Regions from separate parts of the Mus musculus genome. Here region 2 is linked to region 1. A link is a contact called in public promoter capture Hi-C data. All regions are on one chromosome and are shown on one strand. Each heading gives the region's core, a stretch centred on a gene start, on an enhancer-like site or on the middle of the called end of the contact. The rest is flanking DNA. Distances are from core to core; before and after follow the strand shown. Region 1 has its middle 50 kb from the start of Rfxap. Region 2 holds the start of 4931419H13Rik (RIKEN cDNA 4931419H13 gene).

Evidence for each region. Promoter capture Hi-C pulls out the DNA fragments that hold promoters and counts their contacts.
Region 2: a promoter capture Hi-C map of hippocampal neurons shows a contact between it and region 1, with 3 times the contacts expected there. The contact joins the promoter of 4931419H13Rik here to the enhancer-like site in region 1. A contact is called at or near these places in 8 of 39 promoter capture datasets (the 3T3-L1 cell line, 3T3-L1-derived adipocytes, Sertoli cells and 3 more), 2 of 484 Hi-C or Micro-C datasets (the N1E-115 cell line and cortical neurons), 2 of 115 datasets of contacts at active chromatin or transcription factors (embryonic basal ganglia and stem cell-derived neural progenitor cells) and 3 of 9 other capture datasets (adipose tissue, embryonic stem cells and pancreatic islet).

What each region holds. Positions count from the first base shown.
Region 1 is chr3:54,856,517-54,860,063 of GRCm38.p6, reverse strand. No RefSeq gene overlaps it. Among named protein-coding and RNA genes, the nearest start is that of Rfxap, 50 kb to the right of the region's middle. Within about 2 kb of position 1,948, at least 1 of the 459 cell types and tissues checked has an H3K27ac peak or open chromatin away from gene starts, as enhancers often do. A contact at or near this core is called in hippocampal neurons, where this site is marked.
Region 2 is chr3:55,053,707-55,057,253 of GRCm38.p6, reverse strand. 4931419H13Rik (RIKEN cDNA 4931419H13 gene) reads right to left here and starts at 2,012. Exons shown (of 8, transcript NR_040593.1): 1 at 1,818-2,012. Ccna1 (cyclin A1) reads left to right here and starts at 2,199. Exons shown (of 9, transcript NM_007628.3): 1 at 2,199-2,289; 2 at 2,736-2,921. The coding sequence starts at 2,757.

The DNA.
Region 1 (3,547 bases), core at 699-3,198:
CACTCTGAATAGTACCATTGAGCATTCTGAGTTACTCACTGCTAACGAGCGTAGTTGACGACAGCCATCATTTCTACTGTGGGGGAGGTTTTATTTACATAGACGAGCAACGTTGAGCAAAGCAAACGATTGGGGCAATTTATACGCGTGCATTACAAGGAGAGCGTGATTTCTTCATATGCCTTAAGTCATGTTTTCACTTTCTTTGACTTGTTCCTCTACATTCTGTTCCTACTTTAACTGTCATAACAGTTTCTAAATGTTGAAGATAGAATAAAATTCACTTTCTTCTTAAGTATTCACTCATTATAAATGCAACAGTGACCTTGCTCACATTTTAAAAATTATGATGGCTTTTTAATGTAAATAATCATTGCCTATGGTTAATTACAACTTTAGTTTTTCTCTCTTATGTCCTCTGTGTTTTTTAATCTGAAAATTCCAGTTCCATACTGAAGACATGCTATTATAGCTAGCCTATTTTTTTCCACTAGATTTTCCTTTTTATTTTTTCTTAAGGGTCAGTGGAAGTTGAGAATTACTGGGAATCAGCCTCAAGGTCTTGCACATCCTGGGCAAATGCTCGAACACTGAGCGGCATCCTTAGCCCTCTTGTCTGAATTGTGAACCGTATGTTTCTAATGATTTGTCAGGAACAGTATTTACTGAGGGATCTTTGTACATAGATTTTGGTGTCCCTTTCTGTTCTCAGTTTCCTAAGACATTTACATGAAAATGTGTTGAAATTTAATGCATTTTAATATATTGGTGTGGTTGTATCTTCTTGGAAAACTTTATGTTCATGAGTACTTGCATGCATACACACAGACACACAGACACACAGACACACACACTACAAACTTGCAGTGCCCATAAAGGGCAGAAGAGGGCGTCAGCTCCCCGGAGCTGGAGACAGTTGTGAGCTGCTGTGTGGGTGCTGAGAATGTAACCCAGGTCTTCTGAAAAAGCAGCAAGTGCTCTTAGCCACTGCGCCATCTCTGTGGCTCTCAGCTCTCCTTGTTGTTATGTTTGCTCTCTTTCAGCCCATTTATTTTATTCCTACCAAAATTATCTGACCAAATGTGAAAGAAAATTCTTGGGTTGCAACCCTCCTTTCTGGGAATTCAGAATCCTGGCAGATGCTCGACACAGTGGGGTCATAAAGTGAAAGTGAAGCAGAAATGAAATCAGACACAAGAACACAACCTGTGTTCTTAGTGTCATGTACTGTCAATAGTGATACTGTCACCCTAGAGTGTGACCTGTAAGCTAGTTAGAAACATGGGTCCCAAATCCTGCCCTTGGGCACACCTGAATCAGTCTTAGAGAAGAAAGGCCATGTCGGCACTCTTTATAGCTTTCCAGTTGTCTCCAGAGCTCATTAGAAGTGAAGAGCCCAAGCAAACAACATAGGCTACTTACTTCTATTCCTTCTTATATTGAGGCCCTAAAGCTACCCTGATATTGACACATATTTGTAGAGTTATTTTACTTCATGTGCTTCCAATTCCAATTTTATTCTAAAATCTAAGTATCCATGTGTTTCAGTCATCCTAGAAACTCCCTGGTCGATATCTTATCAAATATTCTCTTCTCTCCTTTTCCTCTGAGAACCCCAAAATGTCTATTTCACATTTTCCTTTTCCGTATAATTCTGCTTTTGTTCACTGTGAGATAAACGCTCACTCTGCATCCCAGGTTGGCCTTGAAATCATTGGGTAGCCCAGGTTAGCTTCTAATTTCCAGCAATCTCCCTGCAACCGTTTCCTCCTGCGTTCTGGGCAGATGCTACCATACCCAGATCCCCTTCCTAAAGTTTTATAACATAATTTAACATGTATCCATCAGCTAAATTACAGCTAATCTTGGAACTGGAACAAAACACTGTACCAACCTAGGAGAGCAATTTTACTACTGCAGGCACTGAGGCCTTTGTTAAAACACATCAAAGAGATGCTGTACACGGGATCCAACTGAGTCCCTGCTTGCAATATGTTCTTTTACAGAAAGGTTACCATGTGTTGTATTTTCTACCCAAATTCAATAATTTACTTTTTAAATGCTGTCATTAGCTAAATAGATGAGCTGAAAAAAAATCTGAAAAACTCTCTCCTCCCAACCTTAAAATATTGTCATTTGTTCATCATTTAATATAGACAGACTCCCCAGCCCAAATCTGTCGTCTGATATTTCAGGGACCTCTCACCGAATTTTGTGATTCAATTAATTTTGTGATTCAATTATCTTCACGGGGAAAAAATGCAAGGAAGATGAAAAATCTGGAATAGTGGAGTCATCAAAATTCTTCAGCAACTGAGCAGAAATAGAGTCGGACCCACAACCTCATGGCGAGCATATTTTCCTTAACAGGCTAATGGATGAATGAGGAAGTTAAAACGAGTGTGAGGAAAGCTAATGCTTTTAAGACTAATTATCTGTAATGACAATATGTCTGCGCTCTATGTAAATAAGAACTCGGAATGAGAAGCATCTGTCACAAAGAAATATGACATGGAGGGGGTGGATTAGACTCAAGCTTCTCCTTACGGGAAGTTTTCGGATAAACTTTTTGTCTGGTTAATAAAATATTCAGCTGTTTTAAGTGCCTGCTCTCAGAGTTGGATGGAAATAAAATCTGATGGCTGCAGACATTTTTATGGATGAGTTATGCAGATTTGGCCTGATTAGCCTGCATAGCAGCCTCTGATGCTGATCTGAGCCCAGCTTTCTTGCTACTTGTGACTCGTTTACTGGATCCTCTGGGACCTGAAGTCTAATATCAATATCTTTATCTATTCCTTCACCAACACTGAAATTAGAAGAAAGCCCTCCCATTTCTGCTTCTCTCTCTCTTCTCTCTCTCTCTCTCTCTCTCTCTCTCTCTCTCTCTCTCTCTCTCTCTCTCTGACACATGCAGAAATTCGGCGCCCTAAACAATACCTTTGCACCCTTCTATCTCCTGTAACTACAACTTGGCTCTTTCTGCTCACTCTTTTAGCCTAGGAAAATGTGCATGTCTCTGACATCTTAAAATGGTAACCTGGAAGAATGAAGTCTTCTGAGTCCTGCCTGTCCATCTGACAGTAAGTTTCTCCTTCTGTCCCTTCACACTGCTCAGGCTGTATTCTTGTGTCTGTCTTCATTTTTGTTTCACTTTCAGTACAATCCCATTGTACTGGCTGGTTTTGTGTGTCAACTTGACACAAGATGGAGTTATCACAGATCCTCCCTTGAGGAAATACCTCCATCAGATCCAGCTGTAAGGCATTTTCTCAATTAGTGAACAAGGGGGAGGGCCCATTGTAGGTGGTGCCATCCCTGGGCTGGTAGTTCTAGGTTCTATAAGAAAACAAGCTGAACAAACCAGGGGAAACAAGCCAGTAAACAGCACCCCTCCATGGCTTCTGCATCAGCTCCTGTCTCCAGGTTCCTGCCCTGTGTAAGTTGCTGTCCTGACTTCCTTTGGCGATGAACAGCAATGTGGAAGTGGAAGCTGAATAAACCCTTTCTTCTCCAACTTGCTTCTTAGTCATGATGTTTTGTGCAG
Region 2 (3,547 bases), core at 763-3,262, 200 kb before region 1:
TCCCTGTGGCAGGGTCTGGGCTCTGGCTCTGGCACATGGGGACAGCTGTGACAACACAGTACACATGCAAAGAAGCAGTTCTGGACAAGCTGCTCTCAATGTGACTGGATATACTCAAGGATCAGTCATAAGTTAACTGCGCAAGTGGAAGCTGATAGACAGCTGCAGATCCTGCTTGTATGTATCTGCTGCGGACCGTTTTTATGAAGGTTTTCATTAATTTTAGTACACTATATGCACTGACAAGAAGTAACACTTCGTTGATAGATGAGATGACCAGGTTTTATAGCTTTGGCTGGCCTATGTTGCCAGGTAGCCCCTTTGCTATGGTTCTTTCTGGTGGAGCCACTGAGACTTGGTCAGAAGATGCAGGTATCCTGTCCTGTAGTACTACCTGCTTTGTGTGTTTTGCATTTTCTTCTGGAAAAAGTTATAACAGATAGGAATATTTCAGGCTATTTTGGCTTAAAATAAAACAAAATTTTAGCACCAAAAAAAAAAAAAAATGTCCCCTCCCAAGCCTGTCAGTCTCTTGTCTGAACTTGTTACCAGGCTCCAGCTGAGACCTTAAGCCACACCCAGCAATCACAACAACGGTTTGGCTTTCTTGGGAGATTTCCAGGAAGTCGCGTAGGCATAGCCTGTCACCAGTCAGAGCACCTTGCAAAACAGCTCCTTTGGGCCTGGATGACTTATGAACATCTATGGCAGCAACCAAGATGTTCCCGCATCCTGTGTGTTGTCTCCATGTTTGAAGGCACGAGAATTGAGAATTAGAGGATGCAACATGTCATCCAGAACAAGGAAGCTTTGCGCTTCTGCATCCAGTATGGGTTGGTGAAACGCTTCGCAAAGCCCTCTCCACAAGATGGGCCACACTTTTCCTAGAATCTTCTGCGTCTAGTCGGTTGAGACAGTTCACATCTGCTAACCCCCTCTCTCGTGAACGCATCAATTAATAATACACTTAGGCAGGCTAACGACCTTTGCTTAAAGTTTGGATGGCCTTTGGAACTGCTTTTAGAATTTAGGGGTGGATTTTATTTCTAAGCAAAAGCAGTTACAGGATGTGTGTGTGTGTGTGTGTCTGTGCATGTATGCATATACACTCATATATACTGATATATGATGCATAGACATATACATCTGGTGCTCACATATATGTGAGTACACGTGTGTATATATTTTCAAAAAAAGTTAACCAATTATGTAAACTCAGTTTGCTGATTGCCTGTCACCTCTACAAGTGCCAGGGTTTCCATGATTCAAGAATTGCCTTGCCCTTTTAGAACCTTCTTTTTGGTTAAACTCCCACTCCCAGTCCTGGGACTCTCCTTTCACACGTGGCCGTGGCCGGGTCATCGGAGCAATGACCTCAGCTCAGAATCTCTCAACATCCAAGCCACAGAGGCTCCCCGCATTCCTTCCTCTTCCCCGCACCAGCGGTGCCCAAGGGGAAGACCTCTCACGGGTGGCTGGGGCACCTCGAGTTACATTACGGCCCCAAATCTCTCCCGGCTCCCTTTGCCACACTTCCGGCCCCTGACCACCCTGGAAGGCTAAGCTGTGGCACAGCCCTCCGCCGCCCAGGGTCGGGAGCCCGTGGGGCAGGCGTCCGAGAGAAGGAGATGGGGAAGGGGAGCGAGCCGCGCCCTCGGGCCGGCCAGGAGGGCGCCGCGGCCTCAGCCCGAGGACCCCGCGTCGCTCTCCCGAGCCAGGGTTCTCGGGAGCGGGCCGCGCAGGAGACGTTGGCGGGAGGGGTTCGTAGCTGTTGGGGGAACCGGCTCCTGGGGAACTGTCCCTTTCAGGGAGGCTACCGTGTGTAAGCCGCCGTCAGCCCTCCCTGGTGACATCGACCAGAGGGGTGCAAGTGGCGACGTGCGGTGCAGTGCGGTTCGGTGCGCCTGGCACGCCTGGCTTTGCGGTTCAGGAGCCCGGGGCTGCGCGGTTGGCCCCGCCCGGCAGCGCCCCGGGGGCCGAGCATCAGCGGGCAGAGCTGCAGGTGAGCGGTCGCCAGGACGATGAGGACCCGGGCGCACGCCCGCCGCGGTTGGCATGGAAGCGGCTCTGCTGGGCTCGGGGTGGCCGCTGATTGGCTGATTCAACAGACGCGGCTGGGTCGAAAGTCCTCAGTGGCGAGCGCACTAGCCGAGGCTGCTGGAACCGGCCCCCTGGAATCTCTCCTCTCCGGGTCCCCTCCCTCCGCGCACGGCCCCGCCCGCCCGGCCCCGGCCGGGGTGCGCTTGCTAATCGCCCAGACAGAGAAGAACCTGAGAAGCAGGGCCTGCTGTGGGTTCCCAAGCAGGTTTGGGGGCCTTACTTCTGGAGAGAAGCGCCTGCTTGTCACTTGGGAAGGGAACTCACCTTTTCCCAGCCAGGGATCTTGGATTTTGAATCAAATCTGGAAGGGGGCGAGGGAAGGAGGATCAGGAATCTTAGGTTCTGCTTCCCTCTGCCCTAAATCAATGTGGGCAGACAATCCTGGCGTGGAGTTTGGGCTCCATCCGGCTCTCTCTGCAACCTTTAGCCTGGGGTCATATTAAAGCCCATTCAGCCATTGTTTGGTTCTGAGTTGGTTGCTCTGATGCCTGAGCTGTCACTTGGGACCTTAATGTTTGTCGGGAAGTTGGGACATTGGTAGTGACTCTGGAGCTTGGCACTCCAGAGTTCTCTGCATTTCCGGGTCCCTAGGTTGAGAGGTAAACTAACTGTGTCTCCTCTTTCCTGGATAGCAGCAGGCTGTGGCTTACTAGGCAATGCATCGCCAGAGCTCCAAGAGTGGAGTCGCTCTGCCTCCAGTGGGCCAAGGTCCTGATGCTTGTCAAATGCTCAGCAGAGCTCAGCTTGGCCAGGATCCCCCACAGAGAACCGTGCTAGGGGTGTTGACTGAAAATGAGCAGTACAGGAGGACCTGTGGCCAGGTAATGACCCAGGAGCACCAGGAAATATGCCACGGAGAAGGCTTGCTGTGGCAGTATGCGTGTGTGTGTGTGTGTGTGTGTGTGTGTGTGTGTGTGTGTGTGTGTGCATGCACTCATGCACTTGTGCCTGCATGTCAAATACATGGAGAACGATGCCAAGGACAAAGAAGGCTTTCTATGATAGTGTGCATCTGTGTGCACGTGTGTGCACATGTGTGCATATGTGTATGTAGGAACTGTTTGGGTTAAGTGATTCAAGGGCTAGTCAGAAAGAATGAAATTACACTGTCCTATAGCCCTGGAGATGCTCTGAGCCGCCAGAAAGATGTTCAGTAGGAGCTAGGCTACCACGAATTAATCGGGGAGAGCTTGTGTTGTGTTCTGTGGCCGCACTGTGTGTACCAGGATACACCAGCTTACTTTATGAACTAGAGGTTGGTATTAGAGCACACATCTCTACCACTACAGACCAGGAATGGTCACTGAGGTATTTGCTTACTTGTCTGCTTCAAATTGACTAAAGGATTTTCCCTTGAAGACAGATATTCAGACATTTAAGAGAAGAAATCTGAATCTACAACAATGATTTTTTTTTTGAGATAGAAAATAAAATCTCCCTTGATCCT